Linked DNA regions of Mus musculus: region 2 is linked to region 1. A link is a contact called in public Hi-C data. All regions are on one chromosome and are shown on one strand. The core of a region is the stretch at or near the end of the contact, and the rest is flanking DNA. Distances in the headings are between cores, read along the strand shown.

Region 1 (6,428 bases), core at 1,360-3,859:
CATTGAAAACATTCATGTGCTTTCCAAATCCAAAGTCCCAAAATCCACACTCTTCCAAACAAAAACATGGTCAGGCCTATCACAGCAATACTCCCGTCCCCGATACCAACTTCTGTCTTAGTGTCTTAGTTAGGGTTTTACTGCTGTGAACAGAAAAACATAACCAAGGCAAATCTTATAAAGGACAGCATTTAATTGGGGCTGGCTTACAGGTTCAGAGGTTCAGTACATTATTATCAAGGCAGAAACATAGCAGCATACAGGCAGGCATGGTGCAGGAGGAGCTGAGAGTTCTACATCTTCATCTGAAGGCTGCTAGCAGAATACTGACTTTCAGACAGACAGTTAGGATGAGGGTCTTAAAGCCCATGTCATCAGTGACACACCTACTCCAACAAGGCCACACCTCCTAATAGTGCCACTCCCTGGGCCAAGCATATACAAACCATCACAGTTAGGTTTTTACTGCTGTGAACAGACACCATGACCAAGACAATCTTTTTTTTCCCCCAATATTAGAATTTTTTTATCCAAGGCAATTCTTAAAAGGACAACATTTAATTGGGGCTGGCTTACAGGTTCAGAGGTTCAGTCCATTATCATCAAGGTGGGAACATGGCAGCATCCAGGCAGGCAATGTTCAGGAGGAGCTGAGAGTTCTACATCTCCATTTGAAGGCTGCTAGCAGAATACTGGCTTCCAGGCACCTAGTGACATACCTACTCCAACAAGGCCACACCTTCTAATAGTGCCAATCTCTGGGCTGAGCATTTAAAAACAGACACACTCATTCACACACTCATCACAGACACACTCATTCACACACTCATCACAGACACACTCATTCACACACTCATCACAGACACACTCATTCACACACTCATTCACACACTCATCACAGACACACTCATTCACACACTCAGGAGTCCCATAAACAGAGTAAACTGAAAGCTATAATACACACACACACATACAGAAAGAGAGAGAGAAAGAGAGAGAGGATGAGAGAGAGAGAGAGAGAGAGGAAGAGGAAGAGAGAGAGGAAGAGAGAGAGGGAGGGGAGAGAGAGAGAGACAGAGACCTGGTGCAGTCCTGTTTGGCCCTGTGCTTGCTGCTTCAGTTTCTGTGGGTTCATATGAGCTTTGTTCAGTTATTTTAGACAGCCTTGTTCTCCTTGTATCCTCTGTCCCCTCTGGTTCTACACTCTGCCTCCTCTTTCTAGGGATTCCCTGAGTTCCAAGGAGATGGATTTGACAGAGACATCCTATTTAGAGTTGTGTATTCCAAGGTCTCTCTCTCTCTCTTCCCCTGTGTAATGTCTGGCTGTGGGTATCTGCATTTGTTCCCATTTGCTGCAAGAGGAAGTTCTCTGAATGTGTGAATAAGGCACTGATCTATAAGTATAACACAATATCATTAGGAATCATTTTAACACTACTTTTTTCCTTCTTTTAGATCAGTATTATTTGGTCTTACACTAGGTCTCTGGGCTATCATATCTCTGGTTCTTGGTCACTCAAGCAATGTTGGGTATGGGTTCTATCTGTGGAACCGGCCTTAAATCAAGTCAAACATTGGTTGATTACTATGACAAACTTTGTGTCATCATTGCCTTAACATATTTTGCAGGAAGGATAGCATAGTAGATCAAAGGGTTTGTGGCTGAATTGTGTCTCCATTTCTCTTTTAATAGCCTGCAAAATGCCTTCCCATACCAAACAAAGACAGCAAAGCACTGGGGTGAAGGTTCTATGTAGGCAGGAGGTCTATCTCTCCATGTTCAGTGAGTTGTGTGGGTGTTGTCTTCAGACATGGGGCCTTGATGTCAGTTTGTGGAGAGCAACCTATTCTCTTGGCAACAGCCTGGATTTTTTGAGGATTTCCAAGGGACCCCTTTGGCTAACCACACAATTGTATGTAAACCAGTTCCAGTACTGGAAACCTTGTTTGGTGACAAGTGATGGCTAGGTGGGACTCAGCCTCACCTGGAGACTTCTGGAGACTTTATTAGATTCACCTTCATAGATTTTGGGAGAAAGAAACCTTTAAAGAATTCTATGTTTCTAACCAAACTTGCACCTCTCTCTTAATCTGTCCCATGTAGTAATTATCTGGTCTTTAAACTCACTTCTCAGGCAAAGAGCCAGTCAAAGCCATTCATTAGGAAGTGTGATTAGCACTGTCTTTCCCAGGTACCAGTTGTCATAACAACTCCAAAGATGAGTTCCAATCACACTGGGCTCCGAGAACCTCCCACCAAAGACTTAGAGCTATTTGTGAGTACTCCCAGCCCCAGGCCTTAAATCATTTGGTAAAGATAAGTGGCCAAGGAGGAAAGACTCCAGCTGGGATCTGCTATCCCTTGCATGTTCTAGTGACAGTATCTCTCCAGGGCATTCCAGACAGGATCCAGTGTGTATGTAGTGGCCACCATGGGAGAAAATCGGTCTTCAAGGACTTGAGAACAGCCAGATGGACAAAGTCCCAGAACCAAGAGTTGTCTGCATAGAAAAGGAGGGAAATGGCTTTCTCACATGCTTGGCCCATGAACCTTGGCTGGCAGTGAGACTCTCTTGGGTGTTTGCTTCTTCCCCATCTGGGCCACAGTCTGCAAAATTAACTATGTTAACTGCCTATGACCCAGGCTCTATCTGAGCAATGTCAAAGGAAGCTCTAGGAGTTCATTTCTCAAGGACTCCATTCCCAGCTCTGATGTTAGGAGAGACTTACATCACAGCTTGTGGGACCTTCCCTACCCACCCCTTCTTACATTGGGCTTTCCCACCAACTCTTTGGCTCAGTCACAGCAAGATCACAGCACCACACATGCTAGTGACTTTAAGTCACTCGAGGAAGCGCCTGTGCTGGAGTTTGACATGGCACTAAGACCACTGTCATGGATTAAATACTCTGTCACATAACTCCTTGAGTGCCTGTCAATATAAACCTAAAACTGGTTATCACATTACCATAAATGAAGAACAATATAAATATGCTTTTATTAGTTTTTAGAAAACAAAGTTGCGCAGAGTATTTGTTTACTTTTAAGATATCCTGTGGAGTCTGGGCTGGCTCCAATTTCTCTATGTAGCTGAAGCTGACCTTGAACTCCTGATCTTCCTGTATTTACCTTCCAAATGCTGGGATTCTGTGTATGCACTACCAAGCCTCATATATGGGGTATGGCAACCGAACTCAGGGCTTCATGCATGCTAGGCAAACACTCTTATTAACTGAGCTACATTTCCAGCCAATTTAAAAAAAAATCACTTCTTAGCCAAAATAATTTAATTTTTTTAAAAAATGATTTTTACTTGTAAGTGTGTGTGTGTGTGTGTGTGTCTGTGTGTGTGTGTGTGTGTGTGTGTGTGTGTATGTGTGTGTGTGTGTCTGTGTGTCTGGGTGTCTGTGTGTGTGTCTGTGTGTGTGTAGTTAGGTAGTGCATGTGAGTGTAGGTGCCCATGCAGGCCAGAAGTTTTAGATTTGGGGCTGGAATCACAGCTGGTTGAGAGTCACCTGACATTGAACTCAGAATTGAACTCAGGTCCTCCATAGTATCAATATGTGCTCTTAACTGCTGAGCTACCTCACCAGCCCCTGAATGTTTGTTATATAGCAAACAGTAAAAAACAAAATGAAATGAACAAACAAAAACCCTTCTTCCTCTTTCTTGAGTTAGCTAATTTAGCCCTCAGTTGCAAATCTTTAAAATGATGCTAGATGTCAGTTCAATGATGATGCACTTGTAACCGTTAAGGAAACAGTCACAGAAAGGAAATGGGATTGGCTTTAGGAATTGCAGCCTGTGAGTGGCAGAGGCAGGTCCTGAGTAGATGAGCAGGCATTGTGCCCTAGTCATGGGAGCTGCTCTGGGATATGGCATGGATTCTGCAACACAGAAAAGATGGATGCAGACAAGATGGCCTCCTTAGGTACCTACTTTCATCCAAGACCCATACTTCTACTACAGGATTTCTTTGCTTATCTGTTATTGCCTCCTTACAAAGCATCTCCAGCCATCTCTGTATGAACTGTGTGGATTAGAGAAACCAAAACCAATGGGAATTCAGAATATAGGGTATGTGGCAGGTCAGTTAGCAAGACTTGGCTGTGGCATGAAAAATCTAGCCAGTATTCTAAGAGTCTGTTCAACATGATGAGTCTGCTGTACATTTATTCAGTGCCTGTGATGTGCTGGGCACTGTAATGTATTAGATATTTGGTATCTCTAAATGAAAAGAGATACTTATGTCCTAGAGGAAAGGGAGAATTTAAAACAGCTGAAAGGAAATGTGTGTGAAGGGATTGTGTGTGTATCTACTATAGAACACAAGAAACACTGACTTGACTACCAAAAGGCAGTTGAAGGTACAGGGCAGGGACAGATATTCATAACAATGTTACAATGGTCAGGCTGGTCTCAGTGGGGTAAAAAGGGTAACGAGGTTACTAATGAAAAGAATGGGTAGCCAATAAGCTTCATGAGAGAGCGAAGCTGTCATACCACGGGAGCAGCAGGAAGCACTGGGAGTCATCTGACTGGGCTGAAGCTAGGCAGAGTGGGAGGAGATGAGAGAGATAAGAACCACAGTTGGAATCAAGGTCATGTGGGAAACAGAACAGAGTTTTGAGTGGAAGGATCACTTGTGAGACTTTTTTGGTTGTGCTAGAAAATGAATACAAAGCCTAAAAGTGCTTGACCACTGAGCCAAGCCCCAGACCTAAAGGTTTTCCTTTTCACCACACAACTCTGGCTATTTAGAAATATGAAGGCAGAAAGGGGAAAACCTGTCAGGAAGTAATTGCAGTGACACAGTAGAGGCCAAGATGTAAGTAAGGTAGAGTGCGATGTGGTCCAGAGGTGGTTAGAAGCACGTGGGCTGGGGCTGTATTTTGAAAGTAAAACCAGCAGGGTTTCCTCAGACATTGGCTGTTGGTGTGTAAGAGAAGAAAGAATCAAGGATGAAACCAAGATTTTTAGCCTGAGCAGCTCAACGGAGACTTCATGTTGATCCAGGTGAAGAAGGCTATGAGTTAAGTAGATCTTATGGTCAAGACATCACGAGTTCCATCTTAGAGCACGGCATTGGAGATGCTTCCATACAGGTGGGAGTTGAAATTATGAGCTTGTGAAAGACTCCGAAAGGAGCCCCTCGCTCAGGCCTCAGGACAGTAGCGGACACCCAAGAACTCATGATAGACCGAGCTTGTTGCAAACCACATGAGGCTTTATTCGGGGAAAGCCAGAGCTCTGGGGACGACTCATATCCCACGCAGGGGTAGAGGAGTCGACCTCGAGGGGAAAGAGGTCCCAGTTTTTATAGGCCCTTGGGGGGGAAAGGAGAAGGGAGGAGTAGGGGATTTCCAGATCTAAACAATGTCTAAACAAGAAATGGGTATGGGAGGGGTACAAGGAAAGAGTCTGGTGCAGGTGTAGCAACTCAGGATTGGCCCGGCTGTGGTTGCTGGGGAGATTTTCTGACTCTTTCTCAGCAACCAATATCACAAACACCTGGCAATGGGCTTCATCAGTGGGCACACACCTGGTCAGAACATTGGCAGACACACAGGTTTGAGGAGCGGCCAGAGCATTGTGCACCTCTATTTTTCTAAATCAGTGAAGCTAGTTCTACTAACAATGAAATCTATTTTGCCAATTTCAGGGCTTCTGTGACCTTTCACATTCTGTCAGGATCTTTCACTTGCAGGTAAGGGAAGAAACTGTGGGCAAAACAACGATCTGGAAAACTTTGTGATGGTCACTCATTGTCAGCTTCACAGGATCTAGAATCACCTGGGATAACAGTATCACTGAGAGATGATCTAGATTATGCTGTCCTATGGTCTATCTGAGGGGTTATCTTGATTGTATTAGTTGAATCGATAAGACCTAGCCCGTTGTAGGTGGTACCGTTCCCTGGGTTTGGATCCTGGACTGCACAAAAGAGGAAAACTGGAGCATACCTGCATTCGTTCTTTCCTCTTGGCTGTGGCTATGACTAATTGCTTCAAGTTCCTGCTACTGTGACTTCTCTGTACGAAGGACTATTGGCTGGAATTGTGAGCTAAAACAAAATCTTTCTGTGCTACATTGGTTTTTGTCAGGTTATTTTATCACAGCAACAGGAAAAGAAACTAGAAAAAGTCTTTTAGGTATGAACAAGCTGAAAGAAGAAGAGAATAAAGGTAGAAGAAGCCCTGGGAAGTCAGGGAGGGAGGAGGACCCAGCCACAGCTTCTCAGAGGGAGTGAGGTCACTTTAAGGGGAAACTGGGGGAGGATCCTGAAACCTAATGGAGGATGTAGGTCAGAGAGACAGGGGATCGGGTAAGGCAAAGTAAGACAAACACTACCCACTCGAGTAGCAAAGTAGAAGCCACTGGGGGCCTTTGCGGCAGGCATCTCAGTGGCTCATGAGGATAATGCCTA
Region 2 (6,428 bases), core at 2,772-5,271, 46 kb before region 1:
TCACATGTCACCCATGTCATGGTGCTTGTACTCAGGTATGCCTCTAGTATTCTGTTTTAAGGAAGAATTGACTGTGCAACCATTTTCCTACCCCAGTAGAAAAATGGGGTCCTCCCGGATCCATCTGTATTATACTTTTGTTATTTTGTTTGTATTGTTTACGTTCTTATCACAGAAGTTGCCACATAATGGGACCCATTCCCAATGGATGCTGGAGATGGAAGAAGTGATTCCATTTTGTTTGATGATCTAATTTTATCTGGGAGGGGGTGTCTGAATTCTCTCTCAGGAATCTAGATGAGAGAAGAGTGAATAATAGGACTTGATGGGTCCCGGGAGGATCTATTTCTTGATCTTGGGGGGCATTACAATGTTCTCATCTTCCTATATATAATTCTTCAGACAGGATACCCTGTGCTTTTCATTCTTATATACATTATATGTTAAATGTGCCATGTGCATGCCACACATAAAACATATAAGTCAAATTTGAAAAGATATTATGTTAAGTGTGAGTTTGTAGAAACAGTTATGCTCATCTCTCATTTGCCAAAGCACAATTCTCTTTGGCCAAATTATTAAAATTGGAAGCATGTGCCTTTGACTGAGCATGGGCTCACTGAGAAATGAACCTTGTAGTCTGTTATAGCGCGAGTCCATGATTCTACATCCAAGGTCATTCACTGCAGCTTTATCCTGATACAACAGAAGACAAAAGATCAGAGAACAAACAGATCACACATCGTGCAGTAGAATATTATTCCGATGTTAGTGAAGAGGCAGCAGATTTGCTGACGTGGAAGGGTCTGCACATTCATAACTATGCAGGAGCTGCTCTCATTTGAGATAAGCACAAGCATATGTTTCTGTTTGTTTGTTTGTATGTTTTTAAATATTTGTGGAGTATCTGCAGAAAGCCACTCAAAACACCTGGTGGCTTTCGAGAGAGGAAAGGTAAAAGGGCAGCTCGTTACTGTCCAATCTGCTTAATAAACATTATACATTTTATTTCACTTAAGTCAATAAAACCCAGACACATTTTTTCTTTCTTTCTGAACATCCATCACCTTCATTTAGAGTATCACCAAACATCCCATAATTGATATGTCTCCCTTTCTTATCTTTGCAACTATTCATGGGGCAGAAGTCAGTATCTTCATCCCATGATACTGAGCAAGGTAGGCAAGGCCATTCGCCTGCGGGTGATACCATTAATTGAGTTTAAATCACCAGAGAATTTAAACACTTTTTAAAAAACAAAACAAAACATTCAAAGTAAATTTTGCCACTGTTAGTTCCCACCCCCTCTTCCTGCCCCTGAAAGCATGAAAAGGGTGAAAGTCAAGTGTCTCATTTGTCTTTAGCCTGATTTACAAGGGCTGTGAGCTGTTTGTCAAGCTGGAAGGAGTGGAACCTTGAGGAATGTGATTGTAATTGCAAAGGAAAGGGATGTGTTCCTTCTAAAGCTCATCTTATGTTTGTAACAGTTGAATTCCCAAAGAAAGTTTTAGGTCTGTGGCCCCAGCACCCAGAGTTTGTAGGGGCCTCAGAAATAAAACATGACTTAAAGGTGGGGCCTTCAAGAAAGAAACAAGGAAGGACCTTTGGGAAAAGAAGACCTGTTTTCTCAGTCAGCTATGACTATCTGGAACATGGTTGGTTAGGAAGAGACAGCTGTCAGCTCCTGTCTAGCAGAGAGCCAGTATGCTAAAACCCATGTTTGCAAAATTAGCAAACAGGTCTTAAAAAGACACAACACTGGGTGGCGGCGTATGGAGGGATGATGGAATTCCATGGTGCTGTTCATTAGCTAATATAAAATTAAAAATAGAGCTAGACCCGGTGGCACAAACTGTCATTATTCCAGCTCTTGGGAAGGCTAAAGAAGGAAGATTTTAATTTCCAGAGCACAGTGGCCTAGGCAGTGACTTCCAGTAGTGAAGCTCTGCCTAGAAAAGTAAAACAAAATAAATTGCAAACCACTACCACCCTCCCATGAAAATTTTGTTATGGCTGCCATCCATTCATTTGGGGAATACATGTCCAAGCAGAGCCTGAGGTGAAACTCCCCAGTCTCCAGTTGGAGTTGCTCTCCAACGTATCCCTTGGAGCTCTGGAACTCTCCGCTCTGGAAGTAGAAGGTCTGAATTTCTTGTTAGTTCTGCACTTTGTGGGGGAGGGGGGGTGCATGAGTTTGGGTGGGTTATGCAGCCTTCCCCTGATTCAGTCTCCTTGGCTGTGAAATGGGGATAATGCTAACAATGTACCTTCTTGGTGTGGTTGCTATGGGAATTAAAGGCACCTTAGAGAGGGTCCTGTACCCAGGAGACATCATACCGATGTTAGTCTTACACTCATGGTTACTATTTACTGAAATTGGTGCACCAGAGAGCACTAGTTATGCTAGGCACCTGTATGGTAGAATATAGTATCAGGGGTGGGGCTCTAACCAATGACTGGCTCAGCCTCTGACCCAATGCCATGACAGGGAGACATTTTTAAGTGAGAAAGTGAAAAACAATGAGGGACGATTCTGCATTAGGGCACTGGCTTCCTTCAGTACACGCCAAGACCTTCAGTGTCAAAAGTCAGTATTTATAGGAGCTGTCTGATCCAGAACGGGGGTGGCATGCCGTGCCAAGGCAACTCAAAGTAGATTCCTGTGTGTCATGGGGGCAGCAAGGATGACCTTTAGTGGCCTCAGTGATCCTATGGGTCTAATGTAGTGTAACAGAGCATATCTCTGCAGAGTCACCTTGCCTGGTTTCCCTACGTGTTTTCACCTCATAAATGTAGTGCCGTCTGGACGTTCCTGCACTAGTTTGGTTTAAGAAACTCCAGTGGCCCTGGACTCAGACTTCAGCTACTCAAGTTGTAGAGGACTTTGAATTTATTTATGGAACAATTACACACCTGAAAATACCAACGTGTAAGGAACTATATTCCAACCTTGCTAACAGGACTAGGTTCATGGGTGGGGGTGGGGGTAGGGGAAAGATCCAGGGTAGAAATCACAGGACAACACTCAGCTCTCCTAATGGAAGATTAACAAGGGGCCAGGAAGCTGCTCTGCCAGGTGGGGCGTGGCGATCACCCTCAGACGTTTGCCAGTGACCACAGTTTCTATCTGCGGGGCACTTCCTAGGGCCTTTGATCTTTTCCAGGATTCTGGCGAGGGCTCGTTTTCCTTTTAGATTATTTATTGTATCTGTTTTCACGAAGGCTTGGGGTCAGAAAGCCAGTTTGCTCGGGAGCTCACACCCTTTGGGGCAGTACTGTAAACTCCAGCCAGCTGCACAGATCTCTTGGGAAGGGAGGGGGTCTTTCCTCAGCTAGGGAGCTAAATGCTGGCTCCCGCATTGCCCCTACTCCCCAGTCCCGGCCTGGCCGCAAGCGCTCCCTTTATAGAGGACCTTCTCAGCCCCAAAGAAGTTAGACTTTGCCACAATAACCTGGACTTTTTTCTCTTTTTCGGGGGAGGGGGGGTGTCTAAAGTTGCCACCCACCACCAGAAGGGGACCTGGCCCCCAGGCACCAGTCCCTAATCTTCATTTGGCCTTTGCCTCTGAGTGGCCTAGCCTCAGCTCTCCATCTGTGCGCCTTAAATCCCATTTATCTTCTTAGCACCCAAGACTTGGCCAGCCCCGCCCTCCTCCTCCCTGCTTGAAAATTACAGCCCCTCCCTTGCGCTTCTTCCAAGAGTGCTCTACAGAGTAGAGAAACCTTTGAGGTATTAGGAAAAGTGGTTTAAACTGGGAGCAAGCCACCTAGAGGGGTATGGGGGAAGAAAGGTCCAGCCAGCGAAACCGAAGCACCAAACCAAAAGTTAAGGGTTAGGATCCAGCCGAGGACCCTGGGCCCGCAGTCTGAGTCAAGGAACACCGGGCGAGTGTCGAAGTCGGTCCCACCCCGGCCCCCAATCTAGGTCACCCGCGGGGAAGGGCTGAGCTGGGGGCTGTCGGCGCCGGAGGTGGGCGCGGAGTGAATTGATTCAGACCCTGCCCCTCGTTCTTCCACTAGATTGTAATTCCATCTCCTGCGGGTCGAGCCGCCCTCCCTCCGGCGGCCAGTGCGTCCCTCCCCTCGGCTCTCAGCGTCCACTCCCCAGCCCCGAAAAGCCTTGCCGCTGCGAGCCCGCTCCGCTCAAGCACGCCAGCTTCCCAACTGCTGCCTTGCCTCCTCGGACTCCCGAGTGGCTCCTGGTTCAGCTCCCTGGGTCTCCCACCTTCTCATCCTCGCGTCACTGGCGTTCCCCGCGTCCCCCAGGAGACGCCCTTTCCCTGCGCGCCCGGGACTTGGGGAAACTTTGCAGACGCCGTTGGTGAGATGGATTTAATCTCAACCTTCTCGCTCCATTTCTTGCTCCTGGCCTGCAGCCTCCCACCCGGCGCTGTGTCACTCCGAACGGCTCTGCGAAAATCAGGTAAAGCACTCAGTGCGCCCGGAGCCGGGGTGCCCGGAGCACCCCGGTCCCGGCCTTTGGTGGGGTTCGCAGAGCAGGCAGCCGCTCTCTGCTCACCAGCGTGGGCTCAGCCTGCCTAGCCTCTGCGCAGAGCTCAGCCGAGGCACGAGCCTCGCCCTCCCCCAGCCCAGGCAGTCCCAAGGATATTGTTTGTTAAAAGAAACGATTTGTTTTCCAGAGCTAGGAGGTGGTGGGTTCTGTGTGGAACCACGGACTGCGAAAAGTTGGGGGTTGGGGGGGTGGGCGGGCAGCTATAGCTCTGTCTCGGTTACACAGGACTGAGAGAGCGCAGAGGACTTTCAACAGCTCCTCCTGCTTCTTTGAACATCTTATTGGACTCATACTGCCTAGAGCCCAGCCATTTCCTGTTGAGTGTCTGAAGGTTTGCTGGGAGCCCCCTTTCCTGGCTCTGGTCCTGTCTAAGCACTGGGTACGGACCTGCACTTTCTCTGTTGTTGGGATTCTCTTGCAGCCCCGGGCTGTTTGTGCAGAAAGCAGCCCACAGTGGGTTAACCTGATCTCTTTTAGAACTCCTGTCTTAGCACTGCTGTCCAAACAAAGATATATATGCACTGTAGGCTAGCTAGTACAAAGGATCAGAGAGAAGGCAACACCACAAAAACTCACATTTCTTCTAGGTAAAAAGTATGTTTTTATCAACATTGATTTGGCTGTGTCATGAGGGAAAGTGGAACAGTTTAAATAATAAAGTTCCTAGCGTTGCTTCTGGGTAACGATTTTTATTCTTTGTTGGCCCGGACCATATTTAGAATTGTGAAAAAAAAATCTGCTTTTTCTTAGCTTACTTTACAAGTGGGGTTGTCTTATGGGATTAATTATGTCTTCTGAACAATGGAAAACAATCTAATTATTTTAATTCAGCCTGCAAAACTCACAGAAAGTGGAGTCTGCCCTCCCAAATGTTTCTACAAGAAAGTGGAGTCTGCCCTCCCAAATGTTTCTACAAGAAGGAAGCAAACCAGGAAAATTTATCAGAGTGCAAAGAAAATAATCTTGGCAGGTTCCCATCTGCATGTTCAAATATGTCTTACTGCTCCAGGATCAGTCTGGAGTTTGGGGCGGTTGCCTTCGATCCTAGGAGATATCTCAGTCTTCAGGCTCTGTCTGTGATCATCTGTGTCCCCTTACCTGATTTAACACTGAGGACCGTTCTCAGCTTCCACAACACATTCAGATTCAGAACGAATCTGTCAGCACACTGTCCAGTTCACTGGGGAGACAACGGCAGCCACCCAAGGTAGAATCATATTAAACTGTCTTCTTGCATCTTCATACACCTTCCAGAATCTCAATCATAGGAGCCTTTGAACTTTCTTGCTCAAGAAAACCATACTATGGTCGCTGGCCCTCTGTAGGTTTCTGCACACGAAACCATCTAACCACGTTTGAATAGCACATGCATACGTCTGTGGCTCTTAGCCTGTGTGACATATGCAGGGTTCTTTGAGGGTAGACTTCAATCCATTGAAGCAGGATGTAAAACCTGCTGTATATAATTGCATACATGTTTTCCCCCATTTGCCTCTTCATTTTGTATTGTTTTTGGTCCTTCCTCTTTAAAAACATTTCTGCCTGGTCCACTCAGCATCTTGTTCAGATATTCACATCAACAATAGCTCCTGTTGCTTTCTTTGCCTTTACTTGAAGTATTGGGATGGGTGGTTGGGAGCAGTGATTTTGAAAACTTGCTTTTAGATGTTTTTGGCCTCATCAAAGTAGAAGGACTATTTAGACCATCTTTAGCCTAAGAAAGGCTTTTTATTTTTTTTAAAGTTACTTCATAATTTTATCCAGACAATGGATTTTAGGTTGGAAAGCTGTTTGGATGAATATGACAGCTACTTCATAAACTTCAGGGCAAATTTTCCTTGTGGGCTCATTTACATCCCATGGAAAGACTAGTTTTTTGATCCGTAAAATTGGTCCAGATTAAAAACTGCCCCAG

Evidence for each region. A called contact is a pair of places that touch in the nucleus more often than the background predicts.
Region 2: a contact with region 1 is called in a Hi-C map of uterus, with 2.9 times the contacts expected there. The contact joins the promoter of Egflam here to the enhancer-like site in region 1. A contact is called at or near these places in 4 of 484 Hi-C or Micro-C datasets (liver, rod photoreceptor and uterus).

Annotation. Positions count from the first base shown.
Region 1 is chr15:7,348,947-7,355,374 of GRCm38.p6, reverse strand. All of the region lies in intron 1 of Egflam (EGF-like, fibronectin type III and laminin G domains), which reads left to right. Among named protein-coding and RNA genes, the nearest start is that of Egflam, 46 kb to the left of the region's middle. Within about 2 kb of position 2,609, at least 11 of the 459 cell types and tissues checked have an H3K27ac peak or open chromatin away from gene starts, as enhancers often do. A contact at or near this core is called in uterus, where this site is marked.
Region 2 is chr15:7,395,983-7,402,410 of GRCm38.p6, reverse strand. Egflam (EGF-like, fibronectin type III and laminin G domains) reads left to right here and starts at 4,021. Exons shown (of 22, transcript NM_178748.6): 1 at 4,021-4,423. The coding sequence starts at 4,327.